5 separate regions of the Mus musculus genome follow, and regions 1, 2, 3 and 5 are each linked to region 4. A link is a contact called in public Hi-C and HiChIP or PLAC-seq data. All regions are on one chromosome and are shown on one strand. Each heading gives the region's core, a stretch centred on a gene start, on an enhancer-like site or on the middle of the called end of the contact. The rest is flanking DNA. Distances are from core to core; before and after follow the strand shown. Region 1 overlaps Gm34974 (a long non-coding RNA gene). Region 2 has its middle 8.1 kb from the start of Gm34828. Region 3 overlaps Gm34974 (a long non-coding RNA gene). Region 4 overlaps Tle3 (transducin-like enhancer of split 3). Region 5 has its middle 34 kb from the start of Gm34770.

Region 1 (3,184 bases), core at 290-2,789, 480 kb before region 4:
AGTTTTGCTATGTACCTCACTCTAGTCTTGCACGACAATACTTCTGCTTTGGCCTCTAGAGTTTTGGGATTACAAGGCATATGCTGCCAAGCCAAGCCAGACATGGTCATTTTTGAGACTCCTCCAGCAACCATCCAGGTGAGGTGTCCCCCTTTTGTAGGACATGGAATGGTGGTGAGGTGAATTTGAGTCACATCCTTGAAAAGTGGACAACTGGGATCCACACTCGCTTTACCAGTTTTCTTTGCTTCATGGTGCCCTAGTGAGGCTCCTCTGTGTGCTCAGCACCCCTCCCTCAGAGCTCCATTAGACACTATTCTATCTATCTATCTATCTATCTATCTATCTATCTATCTATCTATCTACCTACCTACCTACCTACCTACCTACCTATACCTATCTATCTATTGGCTTTTCAAGACAGGGTTTCTTTTTGTAGCTTTGACTGTCCTAGAACTTGCTCTGTAGACTAGGCTAGTCTTGAACTCACAGAGATCCACCTGCCTCTGCCTCCTGAGTGCTGGGACTAAAGGTGTGTATTTGTGTGTGTCTTAATATGTTCATCTGAATACAAGTGCCTAAGGATGCCAGAAGAGGGCAGAACCATATCCCCTGGAGCTGGAGTTACATATGGTTGTGAGCCATCCAGTGTGGGTACTGGGTGGGAACTGAACTTGGGTCCTCCGAAATAGCTGTATAGACTCTTGACCACTGAACTATCCCTTCCCCTCCCATTTCTAATCAATAGAAAAACAAATACTAATGTGAGATGCAGGCTTAAAATACACACACACACACACACACACACACACACACACAGAGTGGAGTGGGGATGTGGTTCAGTTGATAGAGGTTTGTTTAGTATGGACAAAGCCCTGGATTTCATTCCCAGCATTGCATAAATGGGGTGTGGTAAGGCAAACCTATAATCCTAGCACTTGGGATGTAGAAGCAGAAGGATCAAAGGTTCAAGGTTATCCTTGACTAGATAGCAAGTCCAAGGCCAGCCTGGGTAACAGGAGATCCTATCTCAAACAAACAAACAAACAACACAACACAACACAACACAACACAAGAGAAAATGACATAACATGTACACGATTCACTCAACCCCCTCTGCCTCCCCACTCCTCCCGTGCTGGGGGCTTGAACGTGGCACCTCTCACATGTTAGGCTCAACACTCCTCTACTGAGCTACACCTCCAACCCTCAGTGTTCTGCCATCCTGGAAGAAACGGATTCTTGATGGGTTGAATAAATTCAATATTTTGCAAAACACTGACTGCAGTTCATTGAATGCCTATTGTTGTCTTTCCCTCATAAAGGAAGTAAAATAGATTTTAAAATATTTACCGTGTGGGAGTAGCTGCTGAAGGCAATTATTATGTATGAGTAGAACTCGAAAGGTGTCTGGCCGAGAATTCAGATTCCTAGGGCGTACAGAGGTTGGCAGGGGAGACAGCCGAGAGCCCGTCTCTTCTGGACCCCAGCATTCTGTGGCTCTCTTATTTGTTGACAGACAAAGCCCATTTATAACTTTTGGAGTCTGGCTTCCAGCATGGTGGCAGGGATTCAGGAATGCGTTCGCTGGGAGTCACTTAGGGAACAAGGCCTGATTGTCTTCCCTCCTGACTCTCAGGACACACACTCTGAAGCAACGTCCTCAAACCCATATTGCCTGCAACCTCCCTCACAGTGGCTATGAACCTAGGGGTCAGGAGATGTGGGTTTGCACTCTCCACCAGAACTGTGTACTTTCCAGAAAGTTATTTCCCTTTCCTGCCTCCCTTGTTCTCTGTGGACACCTCCAACCCTGGGTGGCTGTGGTCTTGGGCCAAGCATAAGGAAGGAGTGTCTGACACATCACACCAAGTTCACACATCCTCTAAGTTCATGGGATACTGAGTGTTCGGCCACTGTGATGGCTGTCAGCCGGGAACCTCTAAGATGAAGCCCCCTTCACTTATGCACAGATTCCAACTGAGCCCTGAGGGTCCCCAAGCTCCTGAGGTACAGATGAGGCCCAGAGTTGAATCAGCCCCTTGCTTTTTTCCATATCTAAGAGCATGTGCTCACAGAGACCCACGTGTGGGGGTGGGGGGACTCTCCGAAGCACTCAGAGAAGCCTGTGGCTGGGCACCTGACTTAGAATCCTGCTGGGATCTCTTCTCCTACCCTACACTCTCAACTTCCCCGCCTCCCATTGGCTTCTCTTCCTCTATAATTTACGTATGTATGTATGCATGTATGTATGTAATGTACTCCCCTTCCCTGCGTTGGCTGTCACATTCCTTCCCCTCCTACTTCACAGCACAGTTCAGCTGCAGCAGCCCGCAAATGCACATATCAAAACCTGCCAGGAGAGGCTTGGTGGCTAAGAGCACTGGCGGTTCTTCTAGAGGACCTGAGTTCAGTTCCTAGCACACACATGGTTGCTCATGACCATCTGAACCTCCAGTTTCAGGGGATTTGAAGCCCTCTTTTGGACTCTGGGCACCAGGTACTCATGTGGTTCACAGACATCCACACAGGCAAACATACCTGCACACATAAAATAATAAAATAAAAATTAAGAACATTTCTCAGGAGCTTCTCAGGCAGATAGACTCCAGAGAGGGGGATCATGGGATCGTTCTACAGGAAGGGGTCGCCATGGGCCAAGAGAAGGCTCAGTGGGAGAATGCTCTCACTGTGAAGCCTTGGTGACCTCAGTTGATTCCTAGAACCACATAAGGTGGAAGGAGAGCCAGACTTCACGAGTGTGGTCTGATCTCCAGACTCTTACCATCACCACACATGTGCCTATCCCCCATTACATTCGTTGGGGAGCAGGAGACACAAATAATAAATTTAGTATGTAAAAAAAAAGTCCTCAGAAAGATTAAAAGCTGGCCTAGGGAGACGGCAGAGTTGATAAAGGCACTTGCTATGCAGGCTGGAACACCTGTCCAGAACCCACACGGAGCCAGATGTGGTGCACATCTGTAATCCCAATACTCCCACTGTGAAATAGGAGGGAGAAATAGGAGATTCAATGAAAAATCACAGGCCAGCTAGCCTGGAGCATGGAGCAGTAAGAAATTTTACAGACCCTGTCTCAAATAAGGTGGAGGGCAAGATCCAATACCCAAGGCTGTTCTCTGACCTCTACGTGCTCATCATGGTCAAATGCAGACATAAATAC
Region 2 (2,979 bases), core at 268-2,767, 420 kb before region 4:
GCCAAGCATCGTGACACAGAAGCAAGATAAGTCATCAATCAATTCATCTGTTAAGGCTGGCCCTTTGGACCAGGAAGCCCCAGGTTAACAAAGACTGTGAAAGAATAGAGACGTGCCTTGTACACACAAGGTTTCCCATGATCTGGCGCAGAGTTGATACTTTGGCACATGCTTGGTGGACACACAAAGCCCACGAGGAGTGCGATGGCTGATGGCATGTGTTGATTTGCATATGCTACGGTGACTGGTGGTTTAGTCAGACACCAGCCAAGGTATCACAAAATATTTTATGTCCGAGACTAACATTTAAATCAATCAAGCCCACTGCCTGTTTCTGTCTAGGTGATTAGAAATCCAGTGGATTCCAGGCCGATGTTGTGAAGTTGAACTAGAGACTGTGATCTAGAGCCGAGGAGCCCCTCTCTTTGGCTTCTCTGGGGGCATATTGGTTGATGAAGAGTTGTCTTGAGCTGCACTTTATTCCAGGGACATCCTACCCATGGCCCAGGCATTGCTAGACCAGGCCTATGGTTATTTTGAGTGGCAGCAGGCAGAATGACATCATCTACAGAGTTCGTGATTGAGAATCATGCACTCAAGTTACAAAAATTGCAACAGAAACCACTTCATAGTATTTTAAGTAAGTTTAAAGTTTTGTCTTGGGCCAAATTCCCATATATTCTGGCCTGTACTTGCTGTCAGGTGGGTTAGACACTCCCGGCTATGTCATCTCGTCCCAAAAGCTTTAGGCACTGGTCAGCTCTGCAGACAGTGGACAGGGGACAGTTCACAACAGTTTCCCCTTCTCCCTTTCGACCTCCTTCTTTCTCTTTATATGTATATTCATGAGCGCGCGCGCACGCACACACACACACACACACACACACACAGACAGAGAGAGAGAGAGAGAGAGAGAGAGAGAGAGAGAGAGAGGAGAGAGAGGCATGTGTCTTTGTATGTGGCTCTCCATACCTAGCCATACATCTCTAGCTATTTTACTTCTGTGTTCTTTGACTCTTGGGGATCCTAAGTAGGGCAGAATTAGGGAGGCTATTGTCCTTGTGAGTAGTGATGACCTTGAACTACAAGTTGGGGACACTGGAAGCAGCCTCTGCAGAGAGACAGTCCATGATGGAGAGGAGCCTGTCTTACTAGCAGCTCTTTTCTGATCAGGGTCTCCCTAGGCATCCCAGATTGGCTGGAACTTGGGATCCTCCTGCCTCAGCCTCTCTGGGTGTGGGATTACAGATGTGCACTACCATGCTGGCTCACTAGCAAGCCATTCCTCTAGGTGGTCTGTCAACAAGACACACCCTGCTGATCTACCCCTGGCAGCGGTATCATGCTTTTTTGGATCCCCTTGGAAAATGGATGGAGGGGCTGTTATAAACTGGGACAACCCAATGGGGGCAGGTGCCATTCCCCAGTCTCCCCTGCCAGCCTTGGTGCCATCCTCCAGCTATGGTGCAGGAGTGTCAAACAGTAGAGGGCACCAGAGGCCTGTCTCTGCTGTGACAGCCTGTTTTGGTGGCATCAGGCATGTGTGGGCGAAGGTGGTGCGGCTGCTGTAGGAGGTGGTACTCTGTCGTAAACAGGGAGAGCTCCGGATTGCTGCTGTGCCTTTTTAACTGTAGTTTCATATGGCTGTATGAGGCCAACTACATCCAGTGGGCTACAGAGAGCACCTGGGACCAGGACCTGGGGGTGTGACGCGCCTTGGCTTCTCAGGAGTGGGTCTTACATGATTAGGTGCTTTTTCTCTCGGTCAGCTCTGCATTTCACTGCTGTGCGTCAAACCTGGGAGGGCAAGCTAGGAGCCAGGACAAAGCACAGTGGGGCGCAGTGTACCAACAGCCAGGCTGCATGGCCCAAAGTGATGAGGCTGTCCCCAGACTTCTTCTCTCCAGTACCTTGAGTTTCACCATCACACTTCTGCCCACTGGCTGCCCTACTCCCACCTCTCTACTCTGCACAATGTTCTGGTTTCAGGAAGAAGGGAAGGATGGAGGTTGGGGAGGGCGGCGACTGACAGTAACAGTTTTCACGGACAGATGCGCCTGGGGGTGGGGTGATGCAGGGGTGGTGCCATGTGGGATGGAGAGCTTCATCCTTGCTCTGCTTTGAACTGGTGTTCCGTTCCAGCAGCTGCATGTATGCTCTGCTGAGCCTTTCCTTTCCAGAGCTTCGGTTTCCGTCTCTGTAAAAAGGGGCTCAGGTGATCTGGGGTTCTCATCTGGTCCTTGTACCTTGAGGTCCATGTGTTGAGGATCAGGCTCAGGGAGGCACTTTGGTCTTGGGGAAGGGATGGGAAGGAAACAGACTCTGAGAGTTGTTAGCTGGCTGTGCTGTTCTGCCAGGAGTTGTTCCAGCCTCTGCTCCTGTTTGATCTCCTTTGGTGTTGGCACGTGGTCATGATTGACACATCTCCAGATCACACAAGACCAAGGTCAGGTGAAATCTGTCACCTCTAGCCCTGCTTGGCTCTCTAGGAAGAGAGGTTGTTAGTGACACCAAATTTCCCACACTCCCTATCTGTCTTCTGTAGGTCACTGTCCTTTACTTCCCGGCTGTGACCCCTCCCACATGGGCAGATGATCTGTCCTCCAGAATGTCAGGCATGATCTGTGGGCAGTCACCTAGGGATGGATTGGGGCGGGACATGGAACTGTTCCTTGGCACTCAGCTGTGGGGTACTTCTTTTTGGAATGACTTTGTTGTCCCTCCTCTAGGATGGCCAACTCCTGAGGCTCCAACCTCTTCATAAGGCTACTCCTGGGTGGGACTGGCTAGAGATGCAAGTCTTCCTCAGTCCTTCAGTCTATTTACCTTGGCTCAAGCTCTGGATGCTTGGGGATGTAGTAGGGAGAGAGACCACTTTTTGGATGTCTCCAGCACTCCCAGGATTCCATCCTAGAGTCTTAGAGTTCAGCAGTGTCCACAGAGCTAATCCCTCACCACTGGGCTTCGTGAGCACCCTGG
Region 3 (3,405 bases), core at 763-3,262, 460 kb before region 4:
GTTGTCATCTTAGAGCCACGTGTGTGCTGTGGCATAAACACACACACAAATGAAGAAGATACACAACTTAAGAAACAACTGGGGTCTGAGATGGCTTATGCTGTGTCTGCTGCTTCATCCTAGGCCAGAATGGACAGGACCAGCTGATCTTGGACTGACACCTCTGAGCCTGTGAGCCCAAACAAATCTTCCCTCCATTCAGTTATTTCTCTCAGTGATGAAATTCTGACCAATTCAAAGTAAGGCCAATCCTTGCCAAAGTGCACAAGATACCCCAGGGATCTAGTGAAGGTGCATATCTGATTCAGGACGCCTGGCCAAGGTCCCAGGAGTCTTCATTTCAGTGAGCTTTCTGGGCCATAAATCTGCAACTAGAGAGTCTCTTGGGAAATGAGGTGCCAGTTGGGTGCCACCTCTATCCTCTGAATCCATTGTATTTGTCAGGGTTCTCTAGAGTCACAGAACTTATGGGTAGTTTCTATATAGTAAGGGGATTTGTTGATGACTTACAGTCTGTAGTCCAACTCCCCAACAATGGTCAGCAGCAGCTGTTAATGGAAGTCCAAGGATCTAGCAGTTGCTTAGTCCCACAGGCAAACAGGCAAAGAAGAGAGAGTCTTTTTATGTAGGTCTCCAGCAGAAGGTGTGACCCGGATTAAAGGTGTGTATGACCACGCCTGGATCTGGGACTTGCTTTGTCCTAGATGACCTTGAACTCTGGGATCTCCTTGCCTTAGTCTCCTGGGATTCATAGCCACTATGCCTCAAGATCTCCATGCCAAGATCCAGGTCAGAAACTTGTATCTCCCAGCCTCAAGATGAGGATCACAGATGAGCCTTCCAATTCTGGATTGTAGTTCATTCCAGATATAGTCAAGTTGACAACCAGGAATAGCCACTACATCCATCTACCCACACCCTTTTAGAGTGACCACTGCCCTGGTTTGCCTGGCACTGTCTTGGTTTTCAAACTGTAAGTCCCACCTCCCAGAAATTCCCTTAGCCTTGGATAAGCCAGAACCATTGGCTATCTTCTCTCCTTCCCTCTGCCCAGCATCTCCTTCCTCCCCAGGCCTTTCCTCCCCATACCTGCCTCCTGTTCACTAATCACTCGCTAGTGGGTTGCTTTTTTCCCTGAGACAGGCTCTTCCTATGAATTCGGGATCTTCCTGCCTCTACCTCTGAAGAGTTAGAGTCACAGATGTATGCCGCCATGCTTACGTCCTTAACACTGCTCGATTTCACATTTACTTACTTATTTATTTACTCATTTATGGGGGGACTGTCAAGAGTAAAACACAGTTTCTACGAGGAGGTCCGAGGACAGTTTGGGGGAGTTGGTTCTCTCCTTCTATTATGTGAGTCCTATCTTTAACATCAATCATCTTTATCCACTGAACCATCTCACAGGTCCCTCCTTTGACTTTATTGGGCTCCCCAAGAACTTGAGTCTGAGCTGGTATGTGTGTATCGGGGTCACGTGGGAGTACTTCAGGACTTCTGATAAACTGGAACTTTCCTCTCCTAAGGAGTGTCTGTGATCCCCCGTGCAACCTCGGTGGTTGCAATAGCACCAGGCAGCTAGTAGCCTCCTGCTTCTTAGCCCTTTGTGTGCATTAGGAAAAACTTCAGCTGCAAAGTTGGATTACAGAGGTCTGGGGTGGGCCTGAAAGTCCGTGCTCTGAAAGCTTCCGGATGAAATTCTGGGGTTTGGGGGGGCAGAGTGAGAGCTTCTTTGTAGAGAGAGAAGAGCAGGTGGGAACACCCTGGGCTCTGAGAAGGGTATTCCGCTCTGGGGTGATTGTGTGGACAGCCAGCTGGCCCATCAGACTGATTGACTCCAAGATGACAGTGGCCCAGATCACACTTACTTACCCTGTTCTGTGGCTTGCAGAAAGTCCCCCCCCCCCCACTTTGATACACTGTCTCTACAGCTGGCTCCAATGAGCAAAGGATTTCTCTCCAGAGCTGGGCTCTGTTTGTCTTTGCACCTGCTCCAGCAGCTGTTGCCCACGCTCCGTTAATGGCACAAACGAAGTCTCTAATGGTGGGGCGTAAGTCTTGGTTGGCAGTGGGGCTGGGGATGTGGGATGTGCAGACAGATGGGAACTCCGCCAACTGCTGGGATCCAGGCTGCACTGCCAGCCAGACTGCCAGCCAGCCAGCCAGTGGGTCAGCTGGCGGGATAACCAACTTGGAAGTGTTCACCCTCCCAGGCATCTTTGGAACACTCACAAGATGTGTATATGGGTTCAGCCTCTGGAACGCCCGTCTTGGATGACACAGGAAGACCTGGACATACCAAGGACTTCAAGAATGAGACAGGGTGGGGAAGGCGGTAGGCAAAGTGCTTAGTGCACAAGCGTGAGACCTAAGCTCCAATCTTCAGTATCCACATAGAAGGCAGGTGTGGTGGCATCTCTGTAGTCTCAGGGCTGGGGAGAGACAGGAAAATCAGTGGCCAGCCAGTGTAGCCCAAATGGGGAGCTCCAGGTTTGATGAGAGACCCTGTCTCAAAAAAACTAAGGTGGAGAATAATAGAAGACACAGATGTTGACCTCTGGCCTCTATGTGGCCTCTCTCTCTCTCTCTCTCTCTCACACACACACACACACACACACACACACACACATCAGTAGGACTTTTGGTGGACTGGAACTATTTCTTCCTCTCACAAAGATTCTGATTGGCTTACACAGTGTCTTTAATTTGAGACAGTTGCTCTGACACCAAACATTGTACTTATTCATTCGGGAGTTGTGAGGTAGGTGGGCATAGTGGCTTACACCTTTGACTCCAGCACATAGGAGGCAGAGACAGGCAGATCTCTGTGAGTTTGGGATGAGTCTGGTCTATAATGAGTTTTAGGCCAGCCAGAGTTGCACAGTGAGACCTTGTCTTGAAAGCAAAACAAAACTGTGTGTGCACAGACTGCAGGATCCGCCTTTGATAAGAATTCTTGAGGACTGTCAGGGCTCCCACTTACCAGAGCTTCTGATGTTTAGAATTTCTAGTTTTTAAAGATAAACAATATGTCCTAACCCACCAAGATTACCATTGCTGAGCTGATATCAGCGGTTGGCAGATGCACTGAGCCCTTTTTTAGGTTAGGAATGTCATTTGACTGTGTCCCATGACATGGTTGTGTTTGTCACCGATGGAGCCATTGGGTATCACTTGGTTCTTGTGTTCACCGTTCTCTGATTTCTCTTGTCAGGAGAGCTTCATTTGGACCCACTCTCAGGCATTGTGACTTCATCCCTTGTGCAGAGCTGTGAGGTAGAATTCAGACCCAGCTAATCAGAGATTCCCCTGGCCAAGGTGGTTGATTCTGGATGGTCATATGACCCAAAGAGAGTAAGTCACGTCTTGGAATGAGATCGCTCCCTCTCTGAAGGATGGGAA
Region 4 (3,343 bases), core at 497-2,996:
ATGTGGTTCACCCACGACGTTCCCAGGACACCTTGGGTCCCTGGGAACTTACCCAAGATATCAATTTTTAGAAGCAAGGTACTGCTATTTCTGTTTCCTGGCCTGAGGCAAGGTCCCAAGAGGGTGAGGGGCACCCGTCACTCTATTTACTTCAAGGAAAGATGTGTCTTTTCAAGTCAGACCTGAGCCATAGATGAGCATACATGAAGAACTTCCATTTTAAGTTGGGCAGCGAATGAGAAAAGGTGCTGAGCTGCAGATAAAGCCCTAAGCAGAGATGAACAACCCTGAGCCCGGGCTCCTCCACTGCCAATCCTCCCACAAACGGAAGACAAGCCAGTGTCACAAAGGCACAAAGCCTGCAAGGCCACTAAGCCTTTCCCTTAGGGTGGGGACAAGTGTCCCAAGAGAGCAAGCTAAGGTCTCCCAGCAGAGGACTGTAGGTTTCATGCTGGGGAGAGAGCACTGGGAGTTTTCTCAGTTCTTCCTCTGCTCCAGGGGGAGGGAGGGGAATCCCTAGGGATGACAAGCCTGAGAAAGAGAAGATCTGAGGCAGGTGAGCAGCAGGGAAGGCTGGAAGCAGGGTGTCCTGTGGCTGTGCACAGGGAGGGGGAACCTCTGGCAAGGGCTAATCTGCAAACCTTGAAGGCCTAGCGCCCCCTCAGTGAACTCAATGGCTTACCTCAAGCACCACTGTTTGAATGTGAAGTGCTCCACAGGCTAAGGGGTCCCAGCTGATTGGGGGGAGGGGTTGTCCTTGGAACCTTCTGGACATGGATTCTGGCTGGCAGACACAGGGCCACAGGGGATTATAGGGGAGTTCTGATACAGGCCAGCTTCTTCCTAACTGTGGCTAGGATGTAACCAGTCACCCCACACTCCTGCTTCCTCCAAGTCACAATGTGACCATAACGGACTGTACACCCTCAAACCATGAGCCAAATAATCCTTCCTCGATCCAGTTATCTTATCCTAGTGATAAGAAAAGTACTGATAAACCTACCCTTGTTCAGACTGACATTAATGTCAGGAGTGATAGGATGAGTCAGAGAACCCCGGTCTAACTACAGGGATAAGAGTGGCCACAAGTCCACACATGCTAAAGATGTATGCTGGAGTCCACACAGGCTAAAGACGCATGCTGGAGTCCACACAGGCTAAAGATGCATGCTGGAGTCGTGTGGGACTCCAGAGCAAGACGATGTGCTTACAAAGAGGGACACTAAAGGCAGGTACGGTAACCCTTCTTGTCTCCTTTCCCCATTTTACTAGAGGCCAATGCTGGCCCAGGGATGGGGTTCACTGGCAAGGAACGAGGCGGGGTGGCCAGCAGGTGGATGGGTTTGGGGGAATGGTGTGGGAGGGAGCCAGCCGCAGAACTTAATTTCCTTTCCTAAGCCGGTTTTCTGGGCAGCCCTTCCCTGCCAAGTTTCTGCCTGAAGCAAATTAAAATGGCAGAGTTATCAAGCCTTGAAGAAAAAAAATGGAGGTTATAATGGAACTGCAGCTCAACCTTCCCCGCAGCCGGGCGAGCGGCGGCGATGCGCTCACAGCCGCAATTCAATTAGTTGCTGCAAGCACAGGCAGAAAAAAAAATCACCGTCATTTCATTTCATTTCCTCCGATGGTGGCGGCCACCCCGTGCTAAGCAGAAATGCTTCCAGCCCCTCAGGCTGGCTGCCCCTGCGCAGGCGGGTGATGGAGAGGAGGGAGGGGACGGGGTGGCTGCTCGTGTTTCTCCTTGCGACCCAGTGCGAGAACAGGGAACTCTTTCTTCTCATGCAGTCAGGCTGAAAACCCTCGCCGCTACCGGAGAGTCATGTCAGGCATTTAGCGGCATCGATCCAGCCCGCCTCTGGTTGGCAGGCGGCCAAAAAACTAAGTATTTTTTATTGCTTCAGCTAGGCAAGGAAATATGAATGAAGCTACCTCTAATTGGACTCCAGACTAACCCCTCTGGGACAGCTTCCAGCCTGTCCACCCGGCCCCCTCCCCTCTCTGACACAGCCTTGTCCTTCCTGCCGGAGGCCTTGACTGTTGACAAGCTGTTTTCCTAAGGCTGATTATTTCAATCTCCACCATCCAACACCATGGCCCTGAGGATGCAGCCCCCAGAGTACTCCCCATCCCCCACTGGTGCCCTCCCTGAGCTGCCCAGCCCTAGGATGTCATGGGATTCATCCCTGTTCATTCCCCAGCTCCCATGTTGAGTCAGCCTAGCTTGGATGCCAGGAGCATTATTGGGGGGGGGCTGCACACTTGGGGGTCCCTCTGGGTTTCTGGCAGAAAGCTTTCAGCAAGGGCACAAAGCCAAAAGCGAATAGGTATGAAGAAGTAGGTAATGGGCTTCAATGCCCACTTCCTGGGGAAGGCCTCCTGCTAACCAAGTAATGAGCCCTGCTACAGGGGGTCTGCCTATCCAAAGCTGAGAGGCCGTCTGGCAGGGTAATCCCCATGACATGCAGGAGGAGACAGGGGCTCCAAGGTCAAGACACAAGACCTCATAAGGCTGAGATTGGATTGAAGCTGGGGAGGGGTGGAGGTTGGGGGTGGGGTTGGGAGACAACGCAGGTGGACATACCTAGTCCAGCTTCTATGTAGGGAAACTGCCTCTCCAAAAGTATGCCACTGTTTAAGGATCAACACCAAAGCAATCAAAATGGACTTGAGCTTTAATCAATCCTTTCTTCTGTGCCTAGCCATTCCTGAGCCCAAGGGGGCGGGCGGGGCCTGGATTTCTGAGCAGGCAGGCAGGCAGGGCAAGAAGAGACAGCTAATGGGAGGGAGGTATGAGAACAGTCTGGATGGAGGGAGGGATTGGAAAGGAAGGCGGGTCAAGCAGAGAGAGCTTCCCGAGGAGGCTGCTGCCTGGACGGCTAGTTAAAGGCCTGACATTCCAAGCCCTACTTAACATGAGGTAATAAGGAGAGCCATCCTAGCAGATTAAGATGGTCCCGGATACAAGCTCTGCGATGAAGAATAAAATAGCTCTGCTAATCGCTGGAGGATTTTTTTTTTTTATCCAGACTCCAGTGTGCTTATTCAGAGGGCTTATTCACTTGAAACAGAACCTTGGAGCCTCGGTGTGATCAGAAAGATTTACAGCAAATCTCTGAGCTGGCAGACACGCAGGCGGCCTGGCCTTAATACCTGCTAGCTAGCACTTTTTTCAACAGAGTCAAAGTGCAGAGCAGGGAGAAACCTTGGGCATCTGGAGAAAGGAGGGCTCGGGATTATGCCGGAAGTAGGCATCCAGCCTACGGGGCTGATGAACCATCATCAACCTAGGCAGCATCGGGAACGCAGGGCTCAGGCCAGTGACTCCAAAGAGCCCCTTGGAAGA
Region 5 (2,991 bases), core at 222-2,721, 290 kb before region 4:
TTGAGCAAGGTGTGGTCCTACAAAGTGGTCCAATAAATAGAGTCTATGATCTGGTCTGTGTCACCTGATCAGATACAAGGTGTGCCGTTTCCATGGTAGATATTTTTGTTTTCATCTTGTAGGTCATTCATCCTGCAGGGACTGGCCATCCCTGGAATCTAAGGTGACTGCAGGTTTAGGACAATGAGTTAGTTATCTTTGTGTTTCCAGTCTGGAAGAGGAAAGAAATAGGGTAGGTAGCCAGACACTCTCTGAGTGGGTAATGTGTCTATGAAGAGTCAATCATGAGTCTGACCAGAAATAAAAGAGGCACACACACAAAACACAACCAGAGAAGTTGGGCTTTCCTCCCGCCTCAAGGCTTGTAAGACTTGTACCTTGTAGTGAGGCTGCTTGCTCTCACTGTCAGCTTGACAGAACCTAGAGTCACCTGGGAAGAAGAAGGAATCTCAATTGAAGAGCTGCCTTGAAAGATTGGCCTATGAGGAACTGTCTTGATGGATGGTTGATGTAGACCCAGCCTACCATGGGCAGCACAATCCCTAGGCAGGTTGTCCCAGGCTATATATTACAACTGGTATTGAGTAAGCCAAGAAGTTCCTTCACGGTTTCTGCTTCAGATTCCCTCATTGATAGATTGTGAACTGGCAAACTAGAGGGGCTTTTTCCTTTTTCTTTCTTTCTTTCTTTCTTTTTTTTTTTTTTTTTTTTTTTTTTTTTTGCTTTTTACCCGAAGTGGCTTCTAAGGGCCTATTCTTCCCAAGACTAGCCCAAGTGAAATCTGAACTTTTCTAAGTGGATCGGATTGTGCAAGCAAGGGCCCAGAAAGTGTCCACATTAGAAAAGAACCTACCAGAAAACACAGCTGGCTGGCCACTTTGCTTAACCCAAGCTAAACTCCAGAGCCTTGTTCCCCGTAACCTTGCTGTTTCCTGGGAGCTCCTCTGACCTCCTGAGTCAGTCAGAACCTTTACTGCAGTGAGATTGCTTTGACTTATGCTTTTCACAGGAGACTCTGGGGGAACAGGGCCAGAGGGAAGGCCAGCGAGGGGTGGGAATTAGAGAGGGAGTGTCATCTGTCCAGGAAAAAGGCAGAGCAGAGCTACAATTGCCCCTCAAGCTGGTTTCAAGTTTGGCCTGAAAGTCTAGACCCTGCACCCTCTTCCTCTCCACCCCTACCAGTCTCCAACTTCAACCTTTGCTTGGAGGGCTGCAATGTTTCCTGCTTACAGGTTTCTCCATTCCTGGACCAACAGAGGTCCCCTCCCACTGGCCTCTGCTCTAGACAGCTTGTCTTCCCTGCTCGGTTCTTTCAGCCAGCACACCAACGATTACCTAATAGACTGTAGGCTACGTGCATAATTTATTCCTGTGAGTAATTGATCACATTTGGATGAGCAAGGGCCAGCACCAGGAAGAGACGGGAGAAGAGACATCAATAACCAGAGGAAGGAAGCTGGGCTAAAGTCAGCTAATTAGATGTCTCGCTGAGGCAGCTCTTTAAACGGAATGGGCTGAAGGTTGCAACTGACAGGTCAAGCATGCACGCCCACGCCCTCCCCTAGCTGCCCCCGTGTGGTCCAGCTTTGCTATAGATTAGAGTGTGTGGCAAGGAGCCCAGGCCTGAGTCAGAGAACTCTGCCACTAGCCCGAGTGATCTCGAGCAAACCTTTTTCCTCTGGGCTTTGATTTTATCAACTGTGAAATGGGGAGAGAGTGGGTTACAAATACGACTCTCAACAACAGAAATCCCAGAAGACTTGCAGACATAGATTGCAAGGATGTAGCTCCTAAATGATGCTACAGTTGATACAGGGCAGGCCAGTCATCTCCTGTAACTCACAGTAGTGATCCAATGGGCACTCTGATGGGACGATAACCCTAAGTTTGTACTCTGCTTTGGCCCAAAATATTGTTGGTAAAGGTGGCTTTCCTTTAGAGCTGTGGTTCTCAACCTTCCTAATGCTGCGACCCTTTAAATAGTTCCTCACATTGTGATCACCCCTAACCATAAAACTACTTTTGTTGCTACTTCATAACTCTAATTTTGCTGCTGTTATGAATTTTAGTATAAATATCTGATATGTGACCCCTGTGAAAGGGTCTTTGGATCCCAAAGGGCTCACAACCCATTGGTTGAGAACCACTGCCTTAGAACTTCATTCATTCTGAGGAAACTTGTCTCTCATTCCTGCCTTGGTTGCTAACTCACTACCTTGGTGCCGTTTCTTCTCCAGTGACTCGTTCCTGACCTGTGTATACACGGGCTGGCATCACGTCGCTTCTGACCACTGTAACACTCTATGGGGAGGTTCTCTAGAGATTTAACATGTGCAGTGAGTACCAGCCCCCGTTCCACCAAGAGCATCTGCTTCAGTACATCTGGGATAGCTCAGGGTGGTAGGTGTCTAAATGCTGCCATGTAATTCCAAGGATCAGGTACATTTGTAAGTCAGGGACTAGGACAGATGGCACATCTGCCATACTGGTGCCACACTTGTACTCTGGAGCTGGGGAGGATCCAGTTCTCTCCATGTGGGAAGTACGGTAGTAGCTGCTCGCCTCCACACGGCCAAGCGAGTCACGGGTGTGCAAGCTTCGTTTATGTATATACAGGTGCATGTGTGGGTGGTTACAGCTGCTCGTGGAGGTCAGCGGTTGACCTCCGTTGTCATTCCTCAAGATGTGTCCACATTTTTTGCTTGACATTTTGTGGTCTGTCTTCCTTCCTTTTTTTCTCCCTCCCTCCCTCCCTTCCTTCTTCCTTCCTCTCGAGTAACTTTTACTGGCTTACTCATTTGCTTATTTTATGTATTTGCTTGTTTATTCTTATGCATGTCATGTGCTGCACCATCCACCTTATCCTGAGCTAGGATCTCTCCTTCCGCCGGATGCTTGAGTTTCAATTAGGCTAGCCGGCCAGCAACCTCTCAGGACTTACCTGTCTCCACTTTCCCTTGGCGCTTGGGTTACAGGCAGTCAAAGCCACAC

The links. Hi-C and Micro-C count contacts between places; a contact is called where the count stands out from the background. HiChIP or PLAC-seq counts read pairs in DNA pulled down with a chosen protein or histone mark.
Region 1: a contact with region 4 is called in an H3K27ac HiChIP or PLAC-seq map of neural progenitor cells, with 8 times the contacts expected there. The contact joins two enhancer-like sites. A contact is called at or near these places in 3 of 15 datasets of contacts at CTCF or cohesin (embryonic stem cells, large pre-B cells and stem cell-derived epiblast-like cells), 14 of 484 Hi-C or Micro-C datasets (the AML12 cell line, bone marrow-derived macrophages, cerebellar granule neurons and 7 more), 10 of 115 datasets of contacts at active chromatin or transcription factors (embryonic basal ganglia, embryonic forebrain, embryonic hindbrain and 7 more) and 2 of 9 other capture datasets (embryonic stem cells and pancreatic islet).
Region 2: a Hi-C map of cerebral cortex shows a contact between it and region 4, with 2.6 times the contacts expected there. The contact joins two enhancer-like sites. A contact is called at or near these places in 8 of 484 Hi-C or Micro-C datasets (the 63-12 cell line, CD8 T cells, bone marrow-derived macrophages and 3 more), 6 of 115 datasets of contacts at active chromatin or transcription factors (embryonic basal ganglia, embryonic forebrain, kidney and 3 more) and 1 of 9 other capture datasets (pancreatic islet).
Region 3: a contact with region 4 is called in an H3K4me3 HiChIP or PLAC-seq map of embryonic basal ganglia, with 6 times the contacts expected there. The contact joins two enhancer-like sites. A contact is called at or near these places in 2 of 15 datasets of contacts at CTCF or cohesin (embryonic stem cells and large pre-B cells), 6 of 484 Hi-C or Micro-C datasets (the 3T3-L1 cell line, bone marrow-derived macrophages, cochlea and 3 more), 10 of 115 datasets of contacts at active chromatin or transcription factors (effector CD8 T cells, embryonic basal ganglia, embryonic forebrain and 6 more) and 1 of 9 other capture datasets (embryonic stem cells).
Region 5: an H3K4me3 HiChIP or PLAC-seq map of intestinal villus epithelium shows a contact between it and region 4, with 13 times the contacts expected there. The contact joins two enhancer-like sites. A contact is called at or near these places in 3 of 15 datasets of contacts at CTCF or cohesin (the NIH/3T3 cell line, large pre-B cells and pro-B cells), 43 of 484 Hi-C or Micro-C datasets (B cells, the C10 cell line, the G1E-ER4 cell line and 24 more), 16 of 115 datasets of contacts at active chromatin or transcription factors (astrocytes, bone marrow-derived macrophages, cardiomyocytes and 12 more) and 3 of 9 other capture datasets (adipose tissue, embryonic stem cells and liver).

What each region holds. Positions count from the first base shown.
Region 1 is chr9:61,888,451-61,891,634 of GRCm38.p6, reverse strand. The region is part of intron 1 of Gm34974 (a long non-coding RNA gene); the gene reads left to right. Among named protein-coding and RNA genes, the nearest start is that of Gm34974, 8.7 kb to the left of the region's middle. Within about 2 kb of position 1,539, at least 31 of the 459 cell types and tissues checked have an H3K27ac peak or open chromatin away from gene starts, as enhancers often do. A contact at or near this core is called in neural progenitor cells, where this site is marked.
Region 2 is chr9:61,828,984-61,831,962 of GRCm38.p6, reverse strand. No RefSeq gene overlaps it. Among named protein-coding and RNA genes, the nearest start is that of Gm34828, 8.1 kb to the right of the region's middle. Within about 2 kb of position 1,517, at least 19 of the 459 cell types and tissues checked have an H3K27ac peak or open chromatin away from gene starts, as enhancers often do. A contact at or near this core is called in cerebral cortex, where this site is marked.
Region 3 is chr9:61,860,843-61,864,247 of GRCm38.p6, reverse strand. It overlaps Gm34974 (a long non-coding RNA gene), which reads left to right. Exons shown (of 6, transcript XR_001779199.2): 6 at 3,218-3,405. Among named protein-coding and RNA genes, the nearest start is that of Gm34974, 36 kb to the left of the region's middle. Within about 2 kb of position 2,012, at least 19 of the 459 cell types and tissues checked have an H3K27ac peak or open chromatin away from gene starts, as enhancers often do. A contact at or near this core is called in embryonic basal ganglia, where this site is marked.
Region 4 is chr9:61,403,879-61,407,221 of GRCm38.p6, reverse strand. All of the region lies in intron 8 of Tle3 (transducin-like enhancer of split 3), which reads right to left. Among named protein-coding and RNA genes, the nearest start is that of Tle3, 33 kb to the right of the region's middle. Within about 2 kb of position 1,746, at least 106 of the 459 cell types and tissues checked have an H3K27ac peak or open chromatin away from gene starts, as enhancers often do. A contact at or near this core is called in cerebral cortex, embryonic basal ganglia, intestinal villus epithelium and 2 more, where this site is marked.
Region 5 is chr9:61,694,036-61,697,026 of GRCm38.p6, reverse strand. No RefSeq gene overlaps it. Among named protein-coding and RNA genes, the nearest start is that of Gm34770, 34 kb to the right of the region's middle. Within about 2 kb of position 1,471, at least 33 of the 459 cell types and tissues checked have an H3K27ac peak or open chromatin away from gene starts, as enhancers often do. A contact at or near this core is called in intestinal villus epithelium and stem cell-derived motor neurons, where this site is marked.